Regions from separate parts of the Mus musculus genome. Here region 1 is linked to region 2. The links are chromatin contacts, called in public Hi-C maps. All regions are on one chromosome and are shown on one strand. Each heading gives the region's core, a stretch centred on a gene start, on an enhancer-like site or on the middle of the called end of the contact. The rest is flanking DNA. Distances are from core to core; before and after follow the strand shown.

What was found. Hi-C and Micro-C count contacts between places; a contact is called where the count stands out from the background.
Region 1: a contact with region 2 is called in a Hi-C map of bone marrow-derived macrophages, with 46 read pairs. The contact joins two enhancer-like sites. A contact is called at or near these places in 1 of 15 datasets of contacts at CTCF or cohesin (the NIH/3T3 cell line), 20 of 484 Hi-C or Micro-C datasets (the 4T1 cell line, bone marrow-derived macrophages, cardiomyocytes and 11 more) and 4 of 115 datasets of contacts at active chromatin or transcription factors (bone marrow-derived macrophages, embryonic basal ganglia, embryonic stem cells and 1 more).

The regions. Positions count from the first base shown.
Region 1 is chr7:49,270,528-49,273,300 of GRCm38.p6, reverse strand. All of the region lies in intron 1 of Nav2 (neuron navigator 2), which reads right to left. Among named protein-coding and RNA genes, the nearest start is that of Nav2, 26 kb to the right of the region's middle. Within about 2 kb of position 1,295, at least 31 of the 459 cell types and tissues checked have an H3K27ac peak or open chromatin away from gene starts, as enhancers often do. A contact at or near this core is called in bone marrow-derived macrophages and cerebellar granule neurons, where this site is marked.
Region 2 is chr7:49,157,486-49,160,324 of GRCm38.p6, reverse strand. 9130015G15Rik (RIKEN cDNA 9130015G15 gene) reads left to right here. Exons shown (of 4, transcript NR_154465.1): 2 at 581-689; 3 at 895-953. It also overlaps a transcript of Nav2 not described here. Among named protein-coding and RNA genes, the nearest start is that of 9130015G15Rik, 3.3 kb to the left of the region's middle. Within about 2 kb of position 1,569, at least 37 of the 459 cell types and tissues checked have an H3K27ac peak or open chromatin away from gene starts, as enhancers often do. A contact at or near this core is called in bone marrow-derived macrophages and cerebellar granule neurons, where this site is marked.

The sequences.
Region 1 (2,773 bases), core at 46-2,545, 110 kb before region 2:
AGGAGAGAGTCAGAGTGAAGCCTCGTGTGCCTGGCTTTCCTAAAGGCATGCTGGGCAGCAGAGGGAGGAGCCACTGCCACTCCTGTGCGAGCCTCCCTGCTGGGCTCGGGTGGTGGGGACCTCCAGAACAGAGCCTGACTCTCACTGCCGGAAGCACTGACCTCATTGACTTCAGCAGCTCTGACGGGCATCATCTCCCAACAGCAGAGCTATCATTGGCAGCTTGCAAAGCCCTTCACAGGTGCCTCACGTGGAGAGTGGCTTTATACAGAGGCCCAGTTACTTATTTAATATTGAAAATTGGGCGGAGATGGTGAAGAAAAGTCACGTGACTCTGCTCAAGGCATGTTTCCTGCTGCACCTTGTTTTCCCCTTTGGTCTCATCCCCTGACCCCTTCATTCTCTGGACTTGGTACTGAGGATGCACCCGATGGCCCCACACACACTAAGCAAGCACCCTACCTCTGACTACAACTTCAGCCCTCTGATCCCAGTGTTGCCCTTTAACTATGAGACAGTCTAATTGGATTTTCAATTCCCAGCATTCCGAAATCCAAGCTTTACTGGCTTTAATGAAAGAAGGCTCCGTGCATGTGTTTCTGGAAGAGCCCACCAGGTGGCGATAGCAGCCACAGCATTCTAGGACAGCTGCCAAGGCAACTGGAGGGCAAGCCTGTCTGCCTGTCTGCCTTCTTATCCGGTTCTGCATTTTGGAGCTGCTTGCTGCTGCATCTCTTCTCTCTATTTAGAGACGGGGCCTCACTATAGCTCAGGCTGTCCTGGAACTTGTTGTGTAGCCCAGGATAGCCTCCATTTCCCTTGTCCCATCTCAGTCTTCTGAGTGCAAGGAAGTCCCTCCAGGTACCACTCAAACTGCAGCTGCTGCTGCTTCTTCTTCTTCTTCTTCTTCTTCTTCTTCTTCTTCTTCTTCTTCTTCTTCTTCTTCTTCTTCTTCTTCTTCTTCTTCTTCTTCTTCTTCTTCTTCTTTTTTTTTTTTTGGTTTTTTTCGAGACAGGGTTTCTCTGTGTAGCCCTGGCTGTCCTGTTACTCACTTTGTAAACCAGGCTGGCCTCAAACTTAGAAATCCGCCTGCCTCTGCCACCACCGCCCAGCCAAACTGCAGCTTCTAGTCTAGGTGTGGATTGCTCAGGCAGGATCAGCTAGCTTCTAGAATGCTCTCCTGTCTGGGACAGCGGTATCAAAAGTATCTGTTCCTGCTACCTAGAGATGGGCAGGGCTAAGATGGCCAGGATAAGGAAGAGGGGGCCATCTGTATTAGTAGCATCCCTGGAATGCACCAGGCAGAGTCAGGAGCCATGAGATTGCCTGGCAATCATGTGATTGCCAGGTCACACAGGGCTGTGGGGCTCCTAGAAGTCCTTGTGGACAGCCTCAGTCACATCCTGGTTGTCCCAAAACTGGGAAATAACCATGGTGAAACGACTTCTGTCCCTAAAGTGGCCCTTTACTGTGCAGTAGCCAGATCCTATGTCAATTCTTGCAATAAGGTTATATGCTATCAACATCCTATAGTATAGATAAGGCAACTGGGGCTGAAAGGAGGTTGCCAAGGTTACTGATGGAGGAAGACCCACCTTCTGCATTTGAGCAGCGCAGGGGGCTCATCATGGCTTCCAAAGCAGCAATGGTGGTGGTGGTGGGAGGCGTGAGTCTCCTTAGTGTTCTTTCCTAGCTATGTGAACTTGAGCACCTAACTCTTTTTTTTCAATGTTCTCTCACCATTTGGGTGTAAATAAATGAAGAGGGCTCTTAGCCATCACCCTTATCCCAAAAGCTACATCCTAGGAGGGGCCCCAGGGGGCAGAACCGAAGCTAGCAAGGTCCTGGGGGTGGCCCTGGTCTCTAGTGGACAGCCAACAAGACTGGGGTAAACCTAGCAGAGATTCCAATCATCTGAGGGGTAGAAGCATTTTCCTGTCATCTCTGCTGCCGTTAAAAGCTCTTCAGAGAGTGGCCACAGGCTGGTGTGTCCCTGGGACTTCCAGTATAGGGGCCGAGCTCTCTCCTCACAGGTCCCCTTGAGGCTGCCCTAGCAAACCTGTCCCTCTGCCAACTTCACCCTCCGAGTCTGGGATTAGGATCCAGATTTGGGGAAATCTATGTTAGCTGTGGTTGCCACTGTCGAAGCGCTCCCCACCCCCCTACCCCCAAGTTCCCAGTTAGGAAAAGCTGTCATCCGCTTCTGGTCTCCATATTACCCGGGAAGCAGAGCAGATGGAGTTATCTTTCATCTCCCACATCTGTTGCCCACATTTAAGATCCACATCTAAAAACCCTGAAAATCCAGCCGGGACAAAGCTGATGCGCTCTGGGTAGATCCTCAGACGAATGCAGAGGCCTCTGCCTGGGCCAGGCAGTGCCACAGTGAACAGAAAACCTACTTCACATAGAGAGCCGAGAGAGACCGAGACTCGGAGCATCTCCCCAGAGCAGCTGAGGGGCCCAGGAGGAACTGATCTCTGAGAGTCTGTGGCAGTGGTTCCTCCCAGGAAGCGGTCTCTTCCAAAAGAGAAGCTTTCATACACAGAGTTTTGTGTTCAAAGCACCCAAATTTTTATTTAAGCCTTTTAAAAAAAGATTTATTTATTAACAAATAAATAAATATTTTTTAATCTTAAATAAAAAAAAATCTTTACTATATGTGAGTACACTGTAGCTGTCTTCAGACACTCCAGAAGAAAGCATCAGATCTCATTACAGATGGTTGTGAACCACCACGTGGTTGCTGGGATTTGAACTCAGGACCTTCGGA
Region 2 (2,839 bases), core at 320-2,819:
GTAATTATTTCTGAAGTAACAAGCGACTAATTGGGACTTACTTTTATTAAAAACCTCGACTGCAGGCAGTAATTAAACTGCAGTTAATGAGAAGTTTCACACAGGCTCTGCAGTCGGCACAGGACCGTCCCCTCGTCTTCTTCAGAGGGCTTGGTGGCTGGAGGAGGCAGAGGGCATCTTTGTGGCCTCATAGCTGTCATGTTGGAGACTTCTGTGTGGCTGTCAGTGTGACTAGTGGTAGTCGGGCAATATAGTATGAGAATCCCAGGGTATACGGGGCTTTTAGACAAGAATCCCAGGGGTATATGGGGCCTCTAGATGAGAATTGTGATCCCAGGGGTATACGGGGCCTCTAGATGAAAGTCCCAAGGGTTATACGGGGCCTCTGGATGAAAATCCCAAGGGTTATACGGGGCCTCTGGATGAAAATCCCAGGAGTACATGGGCCTCTTGACTGGCTGCCATTCCTCTCAGGATCATGACATCACACCCGAGGGACACTGCCAAGTCCATAGAAAAGAGCCCAACTGACTCTTACTAATGGCTTCACCGCATCCCTTCTTTCACCTTCTCTTCCTAGCTGTCCAGATGTGAGGGGTATGCCGTCACTCACGGAGACTCACCTGACTGCTGAACTTAGTGAAAGAAGGCTTGGGGTCATGCTCCTGTGAGCAGTAGTGACATGTGAGGTGAGCATTTGGGTCCAGGAGCCACACTGGGGTGGCCCTCCCAAAAACATTCTAAGTTGCCCTGTCTATCCGTGGGATGAAGTAGCCAGCAGCACCCAGTGAGTGCCATTGAAGAGTGAAGTGTGTATAGGAGGCTGTCTAGGAAGCTTGCCTCACAATGTGTGGGACATAGTAAGTGCCCGGTAAATGTCACCTCTGTTTCTAGGTGCGGTTCAGCTCTACTCAGAGGTTGTCCGGACGCTTGGACCTCACTGTATGATCATGGTGAGTTTTTGCAATAGTAAAAACTACAGAGGTCTCCGTAAGCAGTGTCTGTCAGCTTGTGTCCCTGGGGAAGGGGCAGACAAACCCAGCAGGCTGGCTCCATGCAGAGGCCGCTGCCCTGGTGTCCGGGGCAGTGGGAGGCTGGCCAAGCTCCCAGACAGCCTGTCTCGGCTTGGAGCACAGAGCCGTTGCCTCACCAGCTTGTAATGAGTCGAGTCTCCATCCTGATTAGGGGAACAATCCCCACACAGAAAGACTCTGGGGAAGGAAGTGACAGCATCGTGGGGACAGGGCATAACCTCACCTCCTAAAGAGGCACTGACTTCTGAGGAGCTGGTGACATGAAGGACATGGTCCAAGATGGTGCCGGTCCCCAGGGACTAAGCAGAGTAGATCTTACTGGGGCAAATCTGGGTCATAGTGGGACATACAAGAGATAGCCCAGAGTTCTGTGAGAGTCTAGGAGGCAGGGCTGGGGACCACCAGCTTGCTAAGGAGTACAAGCAAAGGAGATCGGCTTCTCTGGGCACCTGCCAGATCTCAGCCCCAGTGCTAGTCCAGGACAGCATCCCCACTATCAACAGGGTCCTGCAAATAGTGCAAAGGCTCTGCCTCTGCCTGGACCATGGCTTGTGTCCATTACTGGGTTAGGAAAACAGCAGAGGTGGTGAGTAATGCCAGTTTAAAAATAGCATGACTTCAAAATGAGGAAATGTCAGAGAGCACGCGCGTGGGGAGGGTGAGTATTGTTTTCTGGAAGTGTTAATTCTTTAATGTGTGTGCACCAGTATTTAAAAGATGGATTTCAGTATCTTTCAGTATCAAATACACACACACACACACACACATATATATATTACAAAGGATATATTTTTTAAGTCTTGGAAGCTCTGAATTAGGAGCACAGACACTGAGATTAGACTGACCGTGGAACCTTTATTCTGTGGTCAGATTTCTCTGAGCCTCAGTTTCCCTGTCTGTAAGTTGGGGTTAATAATAGCGTCTGTCCAAAGTTTGGAGCTGAGACAAAAGGATGGACCATCTAGAGACTGCCATATCCAGAGATCCATCCCATAATTAGCCTCCAAACAATGACACCATTGCATACACTAGCAAGCCTTTGCTGAAAGGACCTGGATATAGCTGTCTCTTGTGAGACTAGGCCGGGGCCTAGCAAACACATAAGTAGATACTCACAGTCAGCTATTGGATGGATCACAGGGCCCCCAATGGAGGAGCTAGAGAAAGTATCCAAGGAGCTAAAGAGATCTGCAACCCTGTAGGTGCAACAACATTATGAACTAACCAGTACCCCGGAGCTCTTGACTCTAGCTGCATATGTATCAAAAGATGGCCTAGTTGGCCATCACTGGAAAGAGAGGCCCAATGGACACGCAAACTTTATATGCCCCAGTACAGGGGAATGCCAGGGCCAAAAAATGGGAATGGGTGGGTAGGGAAGTGGGGGGAAGGGTATGGGGGACTTTTGGGATAGCATTCTAAATGTAATTGAGGAAAATACGTAATAATAAAAAATATAAAAAAAATAATAGGGTCTGTCTATGTATGGGATTAACAACACTGTGAAGTATAGCAATGCTCACACCCAAGTCCCCTGGATCCTGTGTATAGCTCTGTTTTCCTGTGTCACCAAGGTTGACTTGTGTGTCTCTTGAGTATGCTCTCTGGCCATGCAAATACTCTCAGCTGTCCCGGGGATAGTCAAATGCTACTTAACCACTCCCTTCTTCACCGTCCTCATCTGTCAAATTGAGGCAATCCCATTTCAAACCTTCCTCCTGGGTGGTAATATAAATGCTTGAACAGGGAAAGGACCCCTACCTAGCATACGTAGAAGACTTCCAAACAGTGCATACAAAGTATAA